2 separate regions of the Mus musculus genome follow, and region 2 is linked to region 1. The links are chromatin contacts, called in public HiChIP or PLAC-seq maps. All regions are on one chromosome and are shown on one strand. Each heading gives the region's core, a stretch centred on a gene start, on an enhancer-like site or on the middle of the called end of the contact. The rest is flanking DNA. Distances are from core to core; before and after follow the strand shown.

What was found. HiChIP or PLAC-seq counts read pairs in DNA pulled down with a chosen protein or histone mark.
Region 2: an H3K27ac HiChIP or PLAC-seq map of large pre-B cells shows a contact between it and region 1, with 22 times the contacts expected there. The contact joins two enhancer-like sites. A contact is called at or near these places in 4 of 39 promoter capture datasets (cranial neural crest, frontonasal cranial neural crest, maxillary cranial neural crest and 1 more) and 1 of 115 datasets of contacts at active chromatin or transcription factors (large pre-B cells).

Annotation. Positions count from the first base shown.
Region 1 is chr3:76,027,424-76,033,096 of GRCm38.p6, forward strand. No RefSeq gene overlaps it. Among named protein-coding and RNA genes, the nearest start is that of Fstl5, 44 kb to the right of the region's middle. Within about 2 kb of position 2,173, at least 4 of the 459 cell types and tissues checked have an H3K27ac peak or open chromatin away from gene starts, as enhancers often do.
Region 2 is chr3:78,962,469-78,968,141 of GRCm38.p6, forward strand. It overlaps the pseudogene Gm9762. Among named protein-coding and RNA genes, the nearest start is that of Gm23440, 15 kb to the right of the region's middle. Within about 2 kb of position 2,128, at least 33 of the 459 cell types and tissues checked have an H3K27ac peak or open chromatin away from gene starts, as enhancers often do.

The DNA.
Region 1 (5,673 bases), core at 923-3,422:
CCCAAGTACTGATTTAGATGTTAAAAGCACCAGTAAGTTTCAGAGTAACATTCAGTAACCTCTTTAAATGCAATTATCCTTATTATAAGCTAAGCAGAATAATAATTTAATACCGAAAGTGAACTACACACAAAGCCTGAACCACGAAAATGGTTTGCACAGCCACATACAGATTTAATCAACTCTCCGTTCTCACAATGAAAGTACAAATACTTCTGTTTATAGTGTTCAAGCTACACCACACTTAGTGAAACTTTCTTCTGCTTGACTTCATGACCTTAAAACTACTCTTACTGGTTTTGAGTAGATTCATTATCCTACCAGATAGATATAGTTACAGAGTTTATGTTATACAATTTACATGTGATATTATACTACATATATAACATATATTTAGATGACATATGTATTATATAATATCACAAATATGTATATGTTAGATTGTCAGATGATCAATGAACATAACAAAATGTAGTGAATAAGTGTAAACTTTAAACAATTTCTGAACACTAGAAAGATCAACTATTCATTATTAGGATGGGCATATCTTATAATCTTGATATGACAGGTGATTGATGGAGAGACTGATGAAAGCCAGACAGATGATGGATAGATGGCCAAGCATTCAGGAATAGTAATTAGCAAGATTTGACGCTGTCCTTTAAATTGCTATTTCCCTTGAGTTAAGGCAGGTGCACAGCAGGATTTTATCAGCTTTGTTTCATAAGTGAAGACACTGACTTTCACAGTATAAGGAGGATTGATGAAACCCACAACCACCTAATAAAAGAGTTGGTGTTCAAATATTAGTCTAATCAAAATAATTTTTCTTCTGCTAGCCTATGTCCTATAGAGATGGATTGTGTTCATATTGGTCAAACTGACTTTCAGGTTTGGTAAAAAGGACTTTGGTCCAGTGTGCTAATATTAGCATTGAGAGAAATAAAGCTTTGTTAAAGGTAAGTAGCTGCTAGCATGAGGTATCAAAAGCAGGCAGACTCCTATGTGAGATCACAGAAGTTGTACGTTTTGGCTCTGCATTGTGTTTAATGAACCAACACAATCATTGCATGAAACAAGCTCCCTAATATTTTTTCCTATAGTTTCCTCAATTGAAAAGAACAACCCCACACCAAAGTGCCAATTATTTTTTATGGGTCTGTTCCACATGCATCCCACTTTTAGCTGAGACACAAAACAACAGGAGTTGTAAACATCAAACTCACATTACAACTCTGCCTTTTCTTTCAATTATTGTTTATTTTCTTAAAATTTGGCTAATTCCTATCCATACCGAGCAGTTTTTATGAGGCTCTTTGGCCATTCAAGCTGTTTTCTCACTCATCTCCGCTGCTTTCAAGTTATTTACTTTCTCTGTCTGCTAAGGATCCTTTTACTCGGCACAGCAGAATAAAACGTCAAACTTAATGATATTTTCAAATTCATGTTGTTTCTTCCTGTGAGAGAAGGACTCGTCCGTGTCTGAACTACGGTGAACTCTATTTGTGGCCCTCCTTCAGAGTTCTGACCAATCAAGTGGGCACGACAGCAATGAGACTTGTAACACTCTTCCCATCTCTGACATCTGGCTGATTATCTTAAGAGTGTCCTTGCATCCTTTTCTATTCTTGTTCATAAAATATCTGCTAGTTATTTTACATACATTACAATTCACTTAAAAACTTATAACAGAAAGTGATCTGAATGATTGGGCTCCTGTGATCGCACACAGAAGCCTGCCTGCCTGCCTTTGATACCTCATGCTAGCAGCTACTTACCTTTAATGAAGCTTTATTTCTCTCAATGTGAATATAGCAAACTGGACCAAAGTCCCTTTTACCAAACCCAAAAGTTGTTTCGACAAATATGAACACAATTCGTCTCTATAGGACACAAGCTAGTAGAAGTTTGGTCCCTTCTTTGTTTCATTCTCTTCTCATTTTATATTTAGATTAGAAGAGAAATGTGAGTTAACATTTACATGTTACTTATTCTTCTTTTGATCTCTCCTTCTTGATATCTATAGTGAGCAATACCTTCCCCTCCATTTGCTACTTTCCTAAATTTGGTCCAGTCTAATCACTGTAATGACCAAATAACCATTGTGTGCTTGGACATGTGCACTTTGTGCATTTGTACAAATAAGGCTATTTTATCATTTTACTGTTAACATTTTTTTAGGGTCCTTGGGGAGTCATTTACTTCCTCTTTTAATTAGAGAACCAAAGTTAGTTAAGTTGGTTATGAACTATAATTAAATTTTGTGCCTATTCGTATCATCCGTTTACAGTGTTGTGTTAATGTAGATATTAGATTAAAAAGGCTTTTCCCCCCCAACAGGAAAGGAATGGGTAATAAATGCTTGTGATATAAAAGAGGAAGGGGTTGTGGAAGGAAGCAGAAGACCAGTGAGAAATAAGACAGATGTCAGGAAATGGTAGTGTGGAAATGCTTAATTAAGCACAGCTATGCCACAATTAAACACTTTACTTTGTATGCTAACTTTAAAACCTAATAAAAAAAGAGAGAGAGAACCAAACCAACAAAATGCCAATACATGGCCTATGTGCAAAAGACATCTGAATCAGTTTCTCAAAACCTCTGTAACAAAATAGGAGAGACTGGTGGTTTAAAACATCAGCAACCACACCCTAGAATGGTTCTACTTAACTGGAGTTTATTACCTATTTTTAATGTGTCTCTGTATGTAGTATGGTATACATGTGTGTGCAAGGTTGCACTACGGGAGCACAGGGTTGTCAGGTGCACATAAACACCTGAGGCCAACTTCAAGAGTCTTCGTCCACTCCTCTTCACCTTATTCCTTGAGGCAAAATGTCTTAAGTAGAGCCTTGCTCACAGATCAGGCTGGGCTCCTGAGCTGGCTTGCTCTGCTGAGCCTGCCTTTTGTTTTGGAAATAAATACAGGCAGACATCTACTTGACATTTATGTTAGATCTGGGGGTGAGTCTCAACTCTATTCTTCACTTTTGCTTCTTTAATTTTACTTTTTAATTTTTAGGTTTTCAAGACAGGGTTTCTCTCTTTATCTCTCGCTGTCCTGGAAATCATTCGCTGTGAATGCAGTGTCACCTCACACCACTTCCCCCATGCTTTTCCAGTTACAATGGGCCATCACCTATGAGCCAAAGCAAACCCTTCCTTCCTGAGGTTGTTTCTGTCATGGTACTTTGTAGAAGCAGTGGGGGAAAATAAAGAAGGCAGCGCTGACTGCAATTGTATTGCATAAACAAGGACATTGCTTTATAGCTTAGCCTATTTAAACTGTATTCAAGCATTTAAATCACTTAAAGCCCAACTAGAAAAAAAAAAGTCTCAATAAATGTTTGCTCTCAGCCTTATCATCAGTATTATTTTTGCTCAGATGAAAAGTACTTAACTTTCATAAGTGAGAGAATTGCTTTTAATGAATAGTGTATTTTTTTATTCTTCTTTCCTCCATTATATCCTGACCATAGCCTCCCCTCTCTCCACTCCTTCCAATCCCACCCCCACATCAACTAGAGCATTGCATGTCAAGATTCAACCCACCTAGGCACAAACACTCATATCAAGGCTGGATGAGACAACCCAACAGGAGGACAAGGGTCACAAAGGCAGTCAAAAGAGTCAGAAACACCCACTACCAGGAGTTTCCCCCAAACATCCAGCCAATAACTGTGGCATACATACAGAGGGTCTAGCACAGAACCATTCAGGCTCCATGACTGCCACTTCAGACTCTGTGAGCCTCTATGAGCCTGCTTAGTTAATTCTGTAGGCTTTGCTCTCCTTGTGTCCTTGATACATCTACCTTCCATAATCCTTTCTCTCCCTCTTTTGCAGTGATCCCCAAGCTCCACATAATGTTTGGCTGTGGGTCTTTGCATCTCTTCCCACCAATTGCTGGAGGAAGCCTCTCCTATGACTATTAGGCTAGACAACGATCTGTGAGTATAGCAGAATGTCATAAGAAATCATGTTATTGGTTTTATTTTCCTTTTAACCAGTTGTGTTTAGCTCTACCCTAGGTCTCTGGGCCATTCAGCTTTCACAGGAATATTGTCTACTTTTTAAAAAGGTGCTTGAGAACTGAATTCAGAGTCTCATGTATGCCAGGCAAGTGTTCTGTTACTGATAAGCATTATCTAAGGCTTGATTTTGCCTTTTGGGGTTGTTTTGGTTTTAATTGGCTTTGATATACAAAGGAAGGGGGAGGAGACAGTACAGTTCCTATACTATTTTGTTTTTCTGTTCGCTTGACATATGATAAAATCTTATATTAACGAGTCTTATGCTACAACTTCCTAACCAATGCTACTGAGTAAATTCATACCATTTTGGCATTTCCTTGTTTTTCAATGATAACCTAATTTCCTGTATCAAAATGCCTTTTAGGATCTCAAATTCTATTTAATAGCTATATTTCCTTGGGTTCTGATAAACAATGGCTGTTTGTTTCTTGTTTCTGATGTTCTTGGACACAGAAAGAGAATATTTGGTAAGCATTTCTTATTTGAGAGCTAACTGCTCTGCACATTCTTGCTGAATATAGTTCTGCTCTCCATGTCTTCTTCATGCCTTTAAAATTATTAACATATATGAATCTCTCATACATCGTGAAGTTTATCTATCAACTTGAGATTCAGTCTTGGCTTCCCATAGACTGGAAGGAAATCCTTCCCACAAGATTTCACCTCAGTGATGCTGGTCTCCTGTTAATCATGTCTAATTTTTCACTCTAGCCTAGCCAGCATCAATTGTCCCAGTAAAGAAAAGATTTTGCTTCAGTAGTTTTGGTCTCTTGATGATAATGGCGGATTCTTTAGATCATGATGGTTAGAACATCAGGTTTTTAATTCAAATATATCATATAAACAGCTTTTGAGAGGCTCTTGAGATTTCCTTTGAAATGTTGCAACTCAGGGCTTCATTGTCACATTGCTCTCAGCATTATCTTTAAGTTCCCACAATAGCTCATTAAGCTCTGAGCACTCGGTGAGTTTTCTAGTCCCATATCTTCAAAAACCCTTCACCTTTCTCTTTCAAAATGTTCCAAGGTATAAACGTCTCAAGGTATAAGAGCTCATCATAACAATGTCCTATGCTCCTGGTACCTATTTCTGTCCTATTTTTATTTCTATTGTTGTGACAAAGACCATAACCAAAAACAACTTAGAAGGAAAGTATGTATTTGGATTATACATCCAGGCCACAGATAACAGTCCATCATTAAGGAGTGGCAAGGTATAAATTCAAGCAGGCCAGAAAGCTGGAGACAAGAATTGAAAGAAACACTGTAGTGAAACACTTCTTATTGGCTTTCTCCAAATGACTTGCTCACCTTGTTTTCTTATACGATTCATGACCAGCTACCCAGGGGTGACACCAAATTACTGTGGACTAGGCCTTCCCACATCAAATATTATCTGGAAAATGAGCCACAGATCTGCCTACAGGTCATTTTCTCGGTTGAAGTTCCCTTTCCTCAGATGACACTAGCTTATGTGTATTTAGAAAGCAAAGCATAGCAAAACAAAACAAACAAAAAAACAAACAAAAAATAGCTTTCACTCTGACTTTAAGAGTACATTTAAAATTTTTAAGTTTTAAAAATGTTGCATTTGTGTGTGCACATGTATGTGTGTTTTGTAGGGATGTATTCTTTAAAGG
Region 2 (5,673 bases), core at 878-3,377, 2.9 Mb after region 1:
GCAGTTGCACCTTCTATAAGCTAAGACATCCAGAAAGGAGATGGTGACTTTGGTCACACCACTAACTGCAAAGAAGTAGATTCTGCCAACTCTTGAAATAAGCCAGGAAACAGACACTTCATAGCTGAACCTCACAAAGAGAACCCAAAAAGAGAAGCTTCCTCCCTTCCGACCCCAACCCCACTACCTGTTCACCCCAAGCTGAGAACACCACAGCTGGCGTGTGCCCGGGTCTGTGACCCCTAGAAACGGAAGTATTAATATGTGTATTATTAAAACTGTGGCATTAATGAGTCACTCTGAGGTAAAACTGAGTCAAGTACGGCCTGAGCTTCATAGCAAAGTCCTGTCTCTAGAAAACAACAACTACTGACAGCCACAGTAGTTCCTGTGTGGCCATTTGTTACAGCGACCACAGTAAGCTTTACGTTATTCAGGAATGTAACCTAGAGGCCGAGGGAGAAACCATGTGCGCCTTGTCTGCCTGGAAAATTTGAGATTATGCTGTGTGAGCAAGATTACGGAAAACAGGCATCCTCACACATTACAAGAGGCAGTTAAGTCAGTGTGATTCCTATGACAGCTAATTTTTAAATATATATATATATCAAGATTTTAAATCACAGCCCTGTCAGCTATCAAGTCTATTTATAACTTATCTGGAGATACATTCACTAGCAAGAATAGGCTAACACGCACGGAAGCATGGTTTGTAACAATAAAAAATTAGTATAATCACTGCATTAATGAGCAGGACCCTGGCTAGGGGAGTGTGATGGCCATTCTTGGTTGTCAAGCTGACTACATGTACAATACATGTGAAAACCAAGTGCCTGGGCACACCTGTGAGGGATTTTTCTTAATTAAATTATTTGAGGTAGGAAGACACCCCTTTAATCCAAAACTGTGAGGTGGGGAGAGCCACCCTTAATTTGGGTCATACCTTCTGCTGGCAGTGTATATAAAGGACATGGAAGAAGGAAGCTTTTGTTCTTGGCCTGTTTGTTCTAGCTGTCAAGCCCATGCCATCACTGGAATTAGAGCTATTTCTTCAAGATCCTGGTATATATGGAAGACTAACTGAAACACCTAGCCTTTTGGACTAAGCAAATACTGAATTCTTCGACTTTCCATTCGTAGAGAGCGGTAGTTGGATTAACTGGAGTCTAGCCTGTAAGCCGCCCTAACAGATGTCTAACAAATTAATATATACATTTATTCTACCATCAGGACTGTTTCTCTAGAGAACCATGACTAATACAGTAAGTTATAGTCTTTGATAAGCTAGATTCTTTGGAGCCATCAAACATGAAAAAGACTTAAGTATTATCTTAAAGATATTCAAGATATTTTTGTAGACAATGAAAATAATGTCTTGTTTATTTTTTTAATCAATGTGATACTAACCTAGACACACCAAGGAAGAGAGCATTACAACAGAGGGCTCTCCTCCATCTAATTGGCCTGTGGAATGTCTCTGGGCATTTTCTTGATTTCTAATTGATGTAGGAGGGCCCAGGCCACTGTGGTCCTTAGATAGGTGGGTGTGAATTGTATTAGAAAGGGAGATGATCACGCCAGTACACCCATCTCTGCTTCAGTTCCTGCCTCCAGGTTCTTCCCTTGAGTCTCTCTCTGCCTTGCATTCTCTGGACGATGGTTTGGTGAAACAAGCCCACTCCTTCCCAAGTTGCTTTCGGACATGGTGTTTATCACAGCAACAGAGACATGGATAGCAAGCTACCATCTGGGGGCAGAAGCTGAAATATTATCACCAGGGAAGGGGAGTGGATGCCATTTAAGATACTAATGAGAGTATCTGGCTCAGAGATAGAGGCGGTATAGATGCATTGTATACCATGCCCCTAGTGAAGACATGAGAGCAAGGAACACCCAAATATTCACCATAAAGTGACACGCTGCAGAAGACAGCCACCACCCTGGGTCGTGGGAACCGCTGCTGAGATTCCCAAGAGATGTCATGAGAAGAGCCTCTGTGGACCCAAGAAGTGAATCGTGAGAAAAAAAAAAAAAAAAAAAAAAAAAAGTCGGTTTTCAGTTTAACCCAAACCGGAGGAAACCAGGGTGAGTTCAGATCTTTCCTCTCTCCCTCTCCTGACCACATCCTTTTGCTCTAGCCAGAAAAGTCTCATAAAATTGATCTGAATTAGAGTTCCCACTACTTATGAGGCTAAGCATTTTAACAGCTGACCAGAAGAAAAAAAAAAAAAAACACATTGCCTGTGTGTGAGAGAACAAGTAAGAACTTTGTCTTAGATTTCATTCTGTGGGTAAACTGCTTCCGCTGAGAAAAACCCCAACTGTGGAGAACAAAGCTAAGTTTAACTTTCTAGGGAAACATGCGAGAAAACTGTAAGGACAATGAAGAAACAGCATTTTGAACATGAGCGAGCAACAGATAAAATTCTTTTTCTACACAATAAACGCTACAATGTCGATTCGAAACTTACTGAGGAAAAAGGAACACTACTTGATGGTTAATACTTGGAAAGTGCCAAGAATAAAATAGTGACAAAGCAATGCCCTCGGGTACCGTGCGAGTAGAAAGAGAAACCCACAGTGACATTCCCTTCACATCACGGGGTTGTGTTTTATTTTGTCCTGACACTCGTTTTACTGTATCTGAGACAGAAAGTTAGGCCTCACACATGCATACTCTATCAAAGAGCTATGCCCTAAGGCCTGTCCCATCATGCTTTGCTGGGTTTGCCCCGCACCGCACCGCACCGCACCGCACTGCATCACCCTGCCTTGCTTCTGATTCAAGATTTCACCATGTAGCCTAGACTGACCTGGAACTCCTACTCTCTTGCCTCAGTCTCCCACGTGCCAGGCCTACTCGCATGTGTCACCATGCTCAACAGCTCTCAGCACCGCGCAGTTCCCATCTCCTGACCCTGTTCCTCCTGTGACACAGGAGAGGCTTCAGACATGAGATAACAGAAAGATCTGATGGCATTTAACTTTCTTTTTTTTTTTTTTTTTTTTTTTTTTTTTTGTAATGACTGTAGTAATCAGTTTATTACACAGATGAATCATTCGTGAACGTACAAGCTCCAGAGGAGCAACAGGGTCTTAAATATACACACAGATTTCCATCAAATACATCTCCACCCTTACATCGAAATAGGCCTAAAGCAGTTAAAAACATAAGAAAAATAAGAGCTATTAGCTATGTATTAACTGAGAAACCACATACAAACCAAAGATTATGGAAAGGGGCTAAAAGGAGGAAGGCTGAAAGGGCAGGGAGATGTGAAGTGTTGGGAACAAAGCCCACCACACTTTATGTACTAACAGCTCCAGTCCATTTAAATGTTGATCCGTTAACCTTAGACCTTAAAGCACAGCATGTAGTTTAATCTGTTTGGTCATAACTTTCACCTAAGTTGTAGGTCCTTCAGGATGAAATGAATATAGAAACAGCTTCACGTTCTTCACCTTGCTTTTTATGACTGTTTGAGATTGGATGGACTCCACTTAAGGACAATCTCCTATGGGTCACTGGAGCTTTTCCTCCCATCCAAGCACACACTGTGTACCTACTACCCCTCACATCTTGCCATTATCCAAAGTTAAGTCAATAAGGAAAGCTTTTAGTCTCACACCTAGGTTATGCCCGGAGAACTGGCTTCTCACACACACACTTCTCTGCTAGGAGGCAATGTTGGTACAGAAGTACAGTATTTCTAGTTTGTTGTTCCAAGTATGTACAACACGCAGCACTGCTGTGTCAGGTAAACATGTGCACAGGGGAAGATGAGGCGTGGGCTCATAGAAAGCAGTCAAATGGAAATCAAAAGTACTTTCTCTCTCTCAGAGTTCCCCTAGCTTTATTTGTAGAGGTTATCCAATAATTTCTTTAATTACATCGCATACTTCTGAGTCCATTCCCGAGCTATTCTGTTGTACTTTTCTCTATCTGTTTTGTAGATCCGAGCAATCTCAGGCACTAAAGGATCATCTGGATTGGGATCACACAACAGAGAACAGATGGACAAAAGTACTTTTGAAATAGTTAGTGCTGGAGACCACTGTGACCGTAGAATATCAAGACAAATGCTGCCATTACTGTTAATATTTGGGTGATAAATTCTTGTTGTAAATGCAACCTTAGGCGGTTTGAAGGGGTAATCTGTTGGGAAATGAATTGTCAAGAAAAATACTCCACCCTGATAGGGGCTGTCATTTGGCCCCATTATTGTAGCCTGCCAATGAAACATATCATCTCCAACAGGACCTGCTGAACACTGTGCTGGGGGATCTCGAGCCAGGTCATTCAATTCCTTGTGGATTCTCTTCAGAGCCATGGTGGGAAACGGTGGCGACGGCCCCCGGGGCGGGAACGGGGACGGGGGAGGGACGGGGAAGGGGCGAGGGGGCCTGAGGCCGCCCGAGCGGTCGCGAGTCGACCGGAGAAGACCGGGAGCTCCCGGGAGCGCGGATCAGACGAGCTGAGGGCCGAGGCCCCACTCAGCTTCTGGGCCTGCCGCAGCGGTCACCGCATCACCCGGCGGCGGCCCCTTTATGCGCTGCTGCCACAGCCGCCGCCGCCGCCGTAGCTGCCTCTTCCTCGTACGCTCAGCGCCGCCTGGGAGGAAGAGCCCCCAAGCTCCGGGCTCGCCCAGCGCCTTACGGTGGCGGAGCCGGGGGGAGCCTGCTCTCCTGCCTGGTGCAGGTGGACTAAGGGACGCGCGGGCGGGCGGCGCCGCCCGGGTGGGGCCGCCTTAACTTTCTATATATGCTTTAAGTCGAGTCTGGTAAAACTGTCTTGAACTCTACAGTCACTTTCAAGGAATGCAGCTGAGACCTTCAGAAATAACAGTCAACAGGAAAATGAAATGGAGGTCCCAGCTCAGAGAAATCACTTTCCATGTAGCTCTCAGCCTAGTCCCAGCACAGCATCAAGCCAAGATTAGCTGAAGAAATACCATGGTGACAAAAGGGGTTCCCTCTTCAGTTTCTTTTTATTGTGAAGTTTTTCTACGTTATATTTTAATTAGCATAAAATGTAAATGGCTCTGTTGTGACATTTTTATACTTACTTTGTATTTATCGATAAGCCTTTTTTGGACGAAGCTCTCCCATGCTCCTTCACTCTCCTGCTAACCAACAACCCATCAAGTAGCCCCCTTTCTCTGTAAATGTCATATAAACCATCTATCTTTCAGACTTCGTCTTCCATGGTCCCTTTTCTAGGAATATACACACACAAACACACGAAAGCAGGTGGTATTTGCTTTTTTTGAGTCTAGTTACTTCACTAGATATAATTTATACAGCTCTACACATTTTCCTGAAACTTCATTTTTTTAAAAGAAATAAACAATAGGTCCCTTCCGGTCTTCGCCAGCACTGGGTCACCTTAGGCACAGAGTCAGCAGATACCCACAAGGTCCCGAGAGGACTCTCCATGAGATCTTAGGACCACCGGTGAGTGGAAAACAATTTCTATTCCATTCCAATAACACAGGACCAGCATTAGGGAAGCAGAAAACCCAGCCTGACCAGGGTCACAAGTCCCTTCTGGTCGGCGCCAGCACTGGGTCACCTGGGTGAGGAATCGGAAGACACCCCCAATGTCACTAGAGAACAGCTTCTGAGTCAGACCCCGTTTCGGGCTCCAGACATCCAGGCACCATCCCTGCCAGA